Linked DNA regions of Hordeum vulgare: region 1 is linked to region 2. The links are chromatin contacts, called in public Hi-C maps. All regions are on one chromosome and are shown on one strand. The core of a region is the stretch at or near the end of the contact, and the rest is flanking DNA. Distances in the headings are between cores, read along the strand shown.

Region 1 (5,467 bases), core at 1,829-4,328, 420 kb after region 2:
AAGCATTATCTAACCTTGTTACATTTTTACTGGTTCTATGTCGTATTGACTCTGCACACTGGATAATTGAACAGATAAGGTGAACAGAGTTTACTATGATGAGGCGTTCTTTGGTCACTTTCTCCTCCTTTCACAGTGAATTATTTTTCTTTTTAATGAAAACATTTCCTTTATTACATGTGGGTGATTTTAGTGAAACGTGTCAAACTAAACAAAAATCTGACACATGGCCACACCTACTGCTTAATGCATCACATTCAGCCATTGTAATATTATAAAATAATATCAACCAAAAACAGAAGTGCTGGAATTAGGATACAAATGGTCTGGAGGGACTAATATCAAAATATTCCGCATGGTTATTCCAAGTAATAAGTTACACTGTTACAGTGTGGTGTCAATAGTAGGCATACATATTATCAATATGGTCTTGCAAATTTCAGTTCAAAAAATGGTCTTACATTAGTACCTTTGTTTTGCACCACGGCTGCTGCTGCAGTCAGATTTTTTATGCTGTACTTAAGTACATATTATAGATTTATAGTTTATATTTATCAGCGTATACTTTTCATGTCATACTAAAAGTGATGTTATCAGGAAAATAGGAAATAGGTAAAAACATATAACAGTCATAGCACAGATGAGATAGGATTGAGCAGACATACAGTGGCATAGTCACTGGCAATCAAGTGAGCTGATAACAGACCGCCAAGGATACGTATATTGGTCTCGAAAACTGAGACAGTTTTGTTCTGCATGCACAAAGGAAACATGATTACTCAAATGGCATGAATTCTAAACAACAATCAACGGCTAATGAACAGACACATAAATGCTGTAAGGAAGAAACATTCTGATTTGTACACGCTAAATTGAGACGAGAAAACAAGTACACTGAGTAGAAGTAGAACAATCAAATATAACGAATTAACGGGGCACCAACATAATAGATATGGTATGTTTTTCATAATCAAACTGCAATGCCCCCAAAAAGGGCATGCTACTTCACAGCACACTGATATGTTTAACATAATAAGATGCAAGGCCCCAAAAAGGGTATTGCTACTTCATGTCATCATTTGCGAAGTAGATCAACAAATTCATTGAGATACTAATTTAATCAGCAAGCAGTTGATCATTTTGCTGCCCAGCAGAAATTAAGATATGAGAGTTCATTTTCTTTGCTATTTATTGGACGCATATTCTTAACTCAGAAACTAACATGTAAAGAATAAACTGCATTTAGTTACATCTGTAATTAGTGAAACCAGATTCACTAAATGTCACTCATGTTTACTTACGATATCAAAGCGGACGTTCTTACCAACCCACTCCACACCAGCAGCAAATCTCTCCTTATCACCTAGTAAAGCCAGAGTATCCAAAGAGTCGATCTGTTCAACAATGTTTGTTCGTGATTGATGACAATCCACTTAAGTAACAGGTGTTAGGAAAAACACATGAGGAACCAGTTTGTTAGTTTCTTACAAGAGTAAGTGCATAACCACCAAGGGAGTCTTCCCCTTGACAACTCAACGGTCGCAGTTCATCAAGTGGAAAAGCATGTTGCATGTACCCATCAAATGCATGATAAAACATATCTTTCACCTGCATAAAAACATATACTTCTGTCTGTTAGCATTTCAACAAATTTTAGGTCAAGACAGGGCAGTAAAAACTATTCTAGCTTGTTCTTATGCCATTTAGAGACTCTCGAGTTATTGCCACTATTGCCTTCCAAGGTAAGAAAGTATTACAAGCATGATTGGTTAACAAGTTAATATGTGATGTTATCTTGGTTGAGTACAGAGGAAGACACAAAGGATTCCTCTTGGATAAATCAGATAATTGAACTGGCCTAAGCTGCACCTGGTAAAAAACGAGCTATAATTTGATTATAACCTCATATCCTAACATCAAGAACATCACCAGAATGTGCCTCGCACAAGGCACAAAATATTCAGAACCTTACCCAGAAATGCTTCGTTACAAGATAAATTTAAAAAGGTTCAGAAAAAAAAAGTGAAGTCTTTTTCTCAAAACAGGGCAACCTCAAAAGCACCACAAAGTTGAGGCAACTTGAGGCCCGAAAATGATCTCGTCCAATAAAAATCCAACGGGTATGCTCATAAAAATGCCTTCGTAACTGGGGTATAGGGTGGAGGGACGATTGCTTCAAGTCCCAACTGGTACCACTATTTTTATTTTATTTTTGCGAGATAATTGGTACCACTGTTAACACGATCTTACAACTAATAACATGTGCCGGTGCGTTTCGGGAATGCCAAATCTAAAACTGAGCTGTGGCTGTAGTTGTTTTTTCACTCAAGTAAGCTTGAGTAGTACACATGCTCACAAGCACAATCGAACAATGATCCGGAGGGGGGGATATGAAACTTTCACCAAAGGTGTCAGCAATATTCATGAATCGAAGAAATGTGCCCTGACAGGAACACTAACAGTGCCTTTTGGCATCTCACATCAGGCATGAAAAGACCAAAAGTGGTGGTCGTATGATACAGCTCACAAATGTGGCCCCAAGTAGTGAACTCTTGGAAGTCAGTTCCTACATTCTCCTGGGATAAACAGTGGGTAAGACTGAAGCCAGGAATCTAACATTTTTTTCCAGGAATAAACCGCGGGTTCGGCAAAAGCCATGAATCTAAAAATTTAACTAGCCAAACCAAGCAAGCTGATCAGTCCGGGGAGCCTAGCTCCAGATTGCAAAACCAGCTTGCAACCGAACTGAAGCAAACGATACCATTCGGGAAAGCCGAACTGTAATGGAACCATGGAACTAGGCAACTAGCTACTAAGCTACGACAGGCTGCGGCTAGGAGTGGCGGATCTGAGGCAGGGACGGGGCGGGCTACCTCGTCGCGTAGCCGGAGCGCCTCGGTAGGCGTGACGCCGTCTGCGACGGCGGCGCCGGGGAGCAGGGCGACCGCGAGGAGGGCGGCGGAGAGGCAGAGGAGGGGGGAGCCCCGGCCTTGGCTCCGCAGCCGCATCGGCTGCATCATGTTCGGGTTTGGGGACGGGCCCGAGAGACGAGGGGGAGCCCGGGAGGAGGGAGATAGGACTGCCAGGACAGGACACTCCGTCTCCAGGATACAAACACGACTCGAGGAGACGTGTTCTGAAAAAAAAAACATACTAATAAATACAACTACTCTAAATATAAGTATTTTAAAAGATTTCATTTTAATATGAACTACTCCCTCCGTCCCAAAATAATTGTCTCAAATTTAATATAACTCCGTAGTAGAGCTAGTACAAAGTTGAGACACTTATTTTAAGACAGAACGAGTATATATGAAGCAAGATGAATAAATTTATACTCTAAATTAAATCTAGATACATTTATATGTAATCTTTAGAAAAATCTCTAGAAAAAACTTATATTTATGAATGGAGTGAGTAGTAAGTGCGAGGGTGCAATGTATGTGATATTTGACATAATATTAATTACATATTGATAGAGTTACAGGTATTTTCGAACAGAGAAAGTACTGGATAAAATATTAATTGTAATTAGATGTGATCAGTGTTGGCTTGAAAGGCCCACATTGGTGTACTATATGGGTGTGTTTCGTTATGACCGTCGCCCTAAGCAATGAAGGACCTACATACTCTCGTGTTGCTGGTAAGTTAGGAAGTGTGAAACACCGCAATGCTTATGTTGGAGAATGCATCCCCGCGATTTCAACCAAATCTAAAGAGTAGGAGATAAGAATAAACCCACCTTTGATAAGAGAAGGATCAACAAATTTAGGGACACACTCGCTGAAGGCAAGCTCAAGGAGATACACTTGCACAACCGCCGCTTCATCTCGAGTAATGAGCGTCAGGACCCAATCTTGAGCAAGCTTGACTCCTTTTCATGTAACTCCGACTCAGACATCACCTTTGACAATCACATCCTCCATGCCCTTTCGTCTTCCCTTTCGGATCACTGTCTGCTTCTGTTGTCGCAAGATGTTGGTCCTAAGCGCCCTCGCAGCTTCCGTTTTGAAAATTTATGGCTTTCTATGCCCGAGTCGGCGCAGCTTCCGTTTTGAAAATTTATGGCTTTCTATGCCCGAGTTCCACCAAATTTTCCAACAAGCTTCGGATGTCCCTACTGAACACCTTGAGACTTGCCATGTCTTATTCCACAAGCTTCGCAAAAGAGCCTTCATGCTCAAATGTTGGAGCAAGAGGTTATTCTCCTCAGCCAAGATCCATCTTCACATGGCACTGCATATCATCCTTCACCTTGACACCCCTCAAGATAACAAACCTCTCTCGCCATAAGAGTCCAACTTGCGATCTAGACTGAAGAGGCGAGTTATCGGGTTGGCCCCCTGGTTCGAGTTAGAAAAAAGCAATGCGTCTGGGTGAAAATTTTGAATGAGGGCGACGCCAACACCAAGTTCTTCCACCTTCGAGTCAATGCGAGAAGAATAAAAAACTTCATCCACCGGCTAAAGGTTGGCCATGGTTGGGTTACCTCACACGAAGGAAAAATGAAGGCGACAGAAGACCATTTCAAGAAGATCTTTCACAAAGCACAAAAAGGACAAAGTATTTCAACTGGTATGCACTAGACCTCGAGGGTGTGGATCTTTCCATCCTCGGCAATACTCTGAATGAGAACGAGGTTCTTGCTGCCATCTCTCAGTTACCTGTGGACAAGGCCCCCGGGCCCAACGGATTCACTGGTGCCTTTTTCAAGTCATCGTGCTGGGATATTATCAAAGTGGATGTGATGAAGGCAATCCAATCCTTTTTCAAATTTGCAGGCGTCCAACCTGCACCGGCTCAACTCGGCGAATATAGTGTATTCGTGTTGCTTCCTAAGAAGGACGGTGCAGAAGATATAGCGGATTTTCGCCCTATCAGCTTGATCCACACCTTTGCAAAAACTAGCACAATGCACGTGCATTGCTACGAAACTATAAAATACGAGGAGTTAGGTTACTGGCTTAGGAAATTGTCAAAATACGGTGGCGCCATGCGGAATTTGTTCGCGGCCCACTATTAAAAAGAACAAAAATACCACAAAAGATCACGCGACAGGCATTGGAGAATCTGAAGTGACTATCGGTGTCAAAACCGGCAGATATCGAGTAGGGGGTCCCGAACTGTGGACCTTAGATCGATGGGTTGTAGGAAGAAAGGGGAGACAACAATTTACCCAGGTCCAGGCCCTCCTATGGAGGTAATACCCTACGTCATGCTTGATTGTATTGATGAAGATGATTACAGAGTAGATCTACCTTGAGGTCGTATATGCTAAACCCTAGATGATTCAGCCTCCCCTACACGGATAGGGGTCTCTAGTTTATATAGACACCAGGGATCCTAGGGTTTACAAGTTACCAACCATAATCGGGGGTGGGTGAGCCGACCTAGTCTTTGAAGTACACGTCAATCTTCGGAACATCCCTTCCAGAGTAGAGGTCATCATACGACTCGATCTTCAATA
Region 2 (5,671 bases), core at 3,125-5,624:
CTCCATATCCAAGACAAACTGACTCGTGTCACAAAAACAAAAATCTGTTTTACACATGCCAGTATACTTGACAAGTTCTTTTGTGTAAAATCTCCCTCAATAGCCAAAAACAAAGTTCCTAGATGTAGCAACCTAACAACAATTTCTTTACTTCTGGGGCACAAAAATATACAATGTACAAGTTGGGTAGGAATCTGGTGCACAAAGAGGTTTTGTGTGAAGAGCTAGGATCCACAATGCTATTTGTTGTCAATGGCAATGGCTCGGAGTTCTCTGAGGTTGCAGGCAATTTCCCTTACGAATTGCGCGCCTTCTTTACCATTCTTAAGAGAGTTTATGCTGTGCTCGAGGAAATCGCGATCTCCTTCTAGAGTCTTCAATCTTTTATGCAAGCTTGAGATTTCCTCTTGAAATGTTGATGGATCAGCCTCCCCATCCATTTTAGAGGATTGACCTTCCTTAGCCGAGAGAATAGACTCTTGTGTCTCCTCTATAGCATCTGAATTTGATAAATCTGTAGAAGTATTGTTGTTGGAGTACAACTGAAGCTTCTTCTCCAGCTTCCTCAAAGTTTCTGATATGTATGCCCTCTCATCTTCAAGCAAAGCTGCAGTGCTATTTTGTTCTTCAAAGGGGAGCTGATCGTCTTGTTTCTCTGTTGGCCCTCCACCTCCAGATTGTGTCCTGCACTTTTCAAGCTCGGCTTCCAATTCCTGTATTTGATCTTCTCTCTGAGCAAGCAGCTCGTTAGCTTCAGCAAGCGCTTCGCCATCGTACTCTGCTTGCTCCTCCATCATCCTCTGGTAATGAGAGGCTTCCATCTGCATTGCAGCCTTCTCATCCTGCAGCCTGGTGATCATAGCCAGTGCTTGATTTGCAGCAATCGCCGCAGCATTCCTCTCTTCTTCCAGCTCTCTGCAGAGAAGGTGTATCGACTTCCGGTCTAGATCAATCTGTCGTCTCATTCGGTCGATGGTGCTCTCACCTTCCATCTCGCTAACAACGCTTCCGTCCAGCGATTCCAGGCCAGAAACATTTCTCTCGAGCGAGATTCTTCTTGTTATGTTCTGCACTATCAAATCATCACCACGCCCGTACGCGCGTGGACTAGGGCCTGGGTCAAGCCAAGTTGCCTCGAGCCCCCTGGAAGCTGAGAGCTGTGATAGCAGTAGCCTCAATTCTCCATTTACACTAGCCGAAGAGCCCTTTCCAAGAATCACATCGGTCAAGGTCGGGGATGGGAAACCACTCCTCATACCAATGGCAAGATTGTAGGCTTCGTTCATGCTAATCTGTGTGCTAAGAGATGGTGGTCTCCTTTCACCAACCATTTCAATTGTTTGGGGATGTTCCTCAATGGCATCAAGACCCTGAGATACCTCACCATTTGATCTGACAGCAACTGGTGGAATATGAGCCTCTTTCACATCTAATAAAAAAATGTTAAATGTAAGGACCACATTTAAAATACTGTGCTGGATGGAAGGTACAAACTAACAAACCTTTTGCTACCAAATCTTTGGAAGTTGAACTGGAAGGATCATGTGCTGTCAGTCCATCTATTCCCGTATCACCAGTCCATTCAGCCTTTTTAGGATTATCTTCAACTTCAGCAAGAGTTTCTGAATCGGCACTAACCTGTGAAACGGGGATATCCCCGAAATTATCTGAAAGAGAGTAGAAACGAATCCCGAGGTTCAGTTAAGATAGTTATGTGAATGCTAGAGCGGAGAAAGAGAGACAAAACAAAGAAACCTTTCGGATATGTATCTTCTGAAGCAACAACGTGGTAGTCCTTGGGTACTGGTTCACTTGTAACTGGATCATTAGCCAATGTGTTTCTCTGGTGAAACGCGCCACATGATATAGCAGCGATTTCTGCCTCCTGAGCTTCTTCTGGGTCATATTAACAATTATTGGTTGTGTCATGATGGTTTGATGATAAGAAACAAAATGTCATTCATTTGGTTATGAGTTATTATCAGGACACCATACCTTTTATATTTTTGTCCACTGCAACGGCATAGTGTTGTTCGAGTATTGTGAATTGAGATGTATATGGTTCGATGATGCTGTCACTCGTCCTCTGACATGATTCAGTTTCACCAAGAATCTTAGGTAACTCATCAACTGATGCAACTGGAATTTGGGGAACAGTGGCATCTGCACAATTATCCATGCATTTATAGGGTATGCCAAAATAAGGGGAGTTATCCAAGTTCGGGAAATTGAATCTTACCTTCTAAAGATAACTCTTCAATGGCAATTAGAGGGTCATGCTGTGATGCTCGTGTTCTGGACGAGATGTCCTGTGCTTCCATTTGACTCCCACTAATCACACTGCCAGGATCATAATTCGGAACAGGATCTGCCGAAGATGCATTACCGGAGTCAGTCACTTTTTGTTCTTCCTGAACATTCATTTCCGATGGCTTGACCACCTCAGGGGGTGGAAGAACTGGTATCTCAAAAACTGCATCTTCCTGAAAGTCTCTCTTTTCCATATCAAAGGCTTCATGAGGGTGAGAATCTCTGCCATCATCAGCACAAGGAACCTCAACCTCGGAGTCAGATGTCATCTGTAGAGCACTGTATCTGTCATGAGATGTATGATCACTCTGATGGTAAATGTCTTTGGTTTTCAATGGTTCGTCCAGTCGCCATGATACAGAATAATCTGTGCAAATCTTTGGTGAGTTAGGAGGTTTGAGCTCTCCACTCTTTTGAGAAAACAGCGATACACTCCGCTGTTCAAAATGTTGTGCACAACATGAACAAATTCTAGTAAGAGGAGAATGTAGCACACCATCACCCCCCTGAGTACTATCGAGTATGTCGGCATCCACCGCAGGCTCATCTGTGTTATCATTCTTGTTTGGTGTCACTCTTGGAGCAAGTGAGCTACTGCTGCATCCATCACACATACTTTCCGCGCCTGCAAGTTTCTGGTGGAGGCGGCAGAAGGCCAAGGATGAGATCTCTGACTTGTGAGTTTTGCAGATCAATTCCCTGTAGAAGCACGGCTCCTCGTTCCCGAGGACATGATCTAGCCTCGAGCAGAACGGACAAGGTACCGGTAGTTTGCAGAGACGGGCAAATCGGGTGATGAGGAAGGAGTAAACTGCATCGATGAACAGCAGAAGCATCAAGATCCACTCGAGCAATGCGGAGGACAGTGTGACTGGCAGTCGACGCAGGACTGTCATCCTTGTTCCCATTGTCTGACAGAATTACTTGAATCTTCGCTTCAACGCGCTGTTTAGATGGTCAGAGGTGGTTGGTGTTGAAGCAGGATCTCTACAAGAAGTCAAATCAAAGTTAATAACCAGCAAAGTTTGAGTTTTACTTGTGTGTTACGGTTAATCCGGTTCGTGATACAATTAACAAGACTTCATTGAAGCTGTAGCCTGTAGCCTAGAGACATCAGAATTCGGTACGATTAAAACCTTGGCCTTATCATTGAGAAGATGAAGGAGGAAATAATGATGGCAGTGTGCAGTGTCATCGCAGCGATATGGGTGGGTTTGGTGAAGCATAAAGCCAGTCTTAGCTGGAGCGGGAGACCGAATGCCAGGTTGGAAAAGCAATTGATAGCAGCAAGTGTCGGGCAGCAACTTACTAGGCAACCACAGTGGCTAATTGGCAATAGCAGATACACTAGACCAAGAACAAATTATGCAGGACAAGTGATCCCTGTAGTAAGCTGGAACTTGTTGAGAGCTAAGCAACTGAACTCGGCCAACAACACAACATATTCCGGCCACGAAAACCACTTGGCATAATGGGATTCGATTCTAACAGTGATACCCACTTTCCCTCAAAGCTGCGGGTGAAATGCTATCGTCTCAACTCCCAAATCCCCCATAGTCAAATCACTAGTAGGAATCTAGGGTGTGTACAGAATCAAGCAAATGAGCCACGAGCTTAAAACTAAGAATAGAAGGAACAACATGGTAAGCATAATTGCTTCCTTGCAGGTTGAACTTGAAAGACACTGTGCCAAGAAGCAAAGTAAGCTGAAATCACGGGTCAGCCACAGAACAAGATCACAGGAGGAGCGGAGTTAGGATTAGGACCTCGCCTTTGGATCCAAGCCGAGAATCAGCACGCCGCGAGAGATCCCGATCTGCGACGATATATGGCCGGAGCAGGCGCCAAAAAGGAAGGGGGTGGCTAAGCGGAGCAGCGTCAGGAGGAGGAGGAAAATGATGAGGCGGAAAGGTGGCAGGGAAATATATTCTCCCCACCGCCGAAACGAGCCAAAACCGAAAGCGGGGGCAAGTGGGCGGTGGCCGGTGGCGAGGCCACGACGGAGCGGCGTGCCGAAACGGAGAAAGCCGGCCTCAGCGGGCCGGACAGCGACGCGGGGCGGTCAGAGTCAGACGAGGGCCGAAAGGCCTGCGGTGGTTGAGCTCTTCCGTCCCTCGGTTTTAGTTGGTCTAGTGGTCACTGCTGCTGAGTAGATTAGCGCTAACGGGGGTTGTTTAGGCTGCCCCGTGGAAAATGACGTCTCGATGTGAACGGAGGAATCATATCAATAATGGACTGGAGTGGATGATGGCGGTACTGATTGGGAGCCTGACTGTCCACGCCATGATCTTCAAAGCTAGAGTCTAGAGAAGAATAACTTATATCTTCCTTGATGAACCCACTTTCAATACATTGGTGCTAAGATGAGGGGCTAAACACGTCAAATAGAGTCTAGAGAAGAGTAACTTATATCTTCCTTGATGAACCCACTTCCAATACATTGGTGCTAAGATGAGGTGCTAAACACGTCAAATAGAGTCTAGAGAAGAGTAACTTATATCTTCCTTGATGAACCCACTTTCAATACATTGGTGCTAAGATGAGGGGCTAAACACGTCAAATAGAGTCTAGAGAAGAGTAACTTATATCTTCCTTGATGAACCCACTTCCAATACATTGGTGCTAAGATGAGGTGCTAAACACGTCAAATAGTTTAACAACTAAAGTCTCTGATGCATAGTTGCTTAGCTTATTGTAGCTAAGGGGGGTGTTTGTTTCTCAAGGGACTAGACTTTTTCTAGTCCCACGGACTAAAGAAAAAAGTACCTTCAGTAGAGTCTTTTTTTAGTCCCTTAAAAAAAGTCCCTCCCGTTTGGTTACACACGGACTAAACAGGACTTTTTTTAGTCTAGTCCCAGTGAAACAAACAGGGCCTTTGCATCCTTATTTAATACTTTTACAACTAAAGTTATGTATGCATTGGTGTATTTCTTTCATTTAGTTTTTTTACCTAGGTTCACACGCTTAGCATTGTTTTTTTTGGGTCACCATACTCATCTCTCTCCTATTAATTAGTTTGTCATATTAGATTTTTTACCTATGTTGCCTCACTTGTCATGGATGGGCTCCTTCCACTTGGAATTTGTGGTGCCTAGGATGCGCTCCCTGGAGTTGCATATGGGATGCTTCCCCATAGGACATCCGTAGTGGGTTTCCTTCTCTTGGCCGATGAGATCTGACTTTGCAGCTAAGGATCCCAAGCCACCGCCATAGAATGTTTCCTTAAAAAATGACAAAAGGGGCTCGATGGCATACAAGGATCGCAAATCCTTGACTGTGAGGTAGAGGAGATCAGCGGCGGGGCCTATGAAGAGACTGACGATGGTCGAACTAGAGGCATTGCCGGTGGAACACTTAACCC

The links. A called contact is a pair of places that touch in the nucleus more often than the background predicts.
Region 1: a Hi-C map of seedling shows a contact between it and region 2, with 4 times the contacts expected there. The contact joins the promoter of LOC123444545 here to the promoter of LOC123444542 in region 2. A contact is called at or near these places in 2 of 6 Hi-C or Micro-C datasets (leaf and seedling).

What each region holds. Positions count from the first base shown.
Region 1 is chr3H:507,235,840-507,241,306 of MorexV3_pseudomolecules_assembly, forward strand. LOC123444545 (alpha-mannosidase I MNS4) reads right to left here and starts at 3,079. Exons shown (of 17, transcript XM_045121304.1): 1 at 2,874-3,079; 2 at 1,489-1,608; 3 at 1,302-1,394; 4 at 666-752. The coding sequence starts at 3,020.
Region 2 is chr3H:506,817,375-506,823,045 of MorexV3_pseudomolecules_assembly, forward strand. LOC123444542 (probable myosin-binding protein 6) reads right to left here and starts at 4,375. Exons shown (of 6, transcript XM_045121299.1): 1 at 4,077-4,375; 2 at 2,240-3,297; 3 at 1,996-2,163; 4 at 1,756-1,893; 5 at 1,503-1,667; 6 at 8-1,429. The coding sequence starts at 3,218. The coding sequence ends at 240.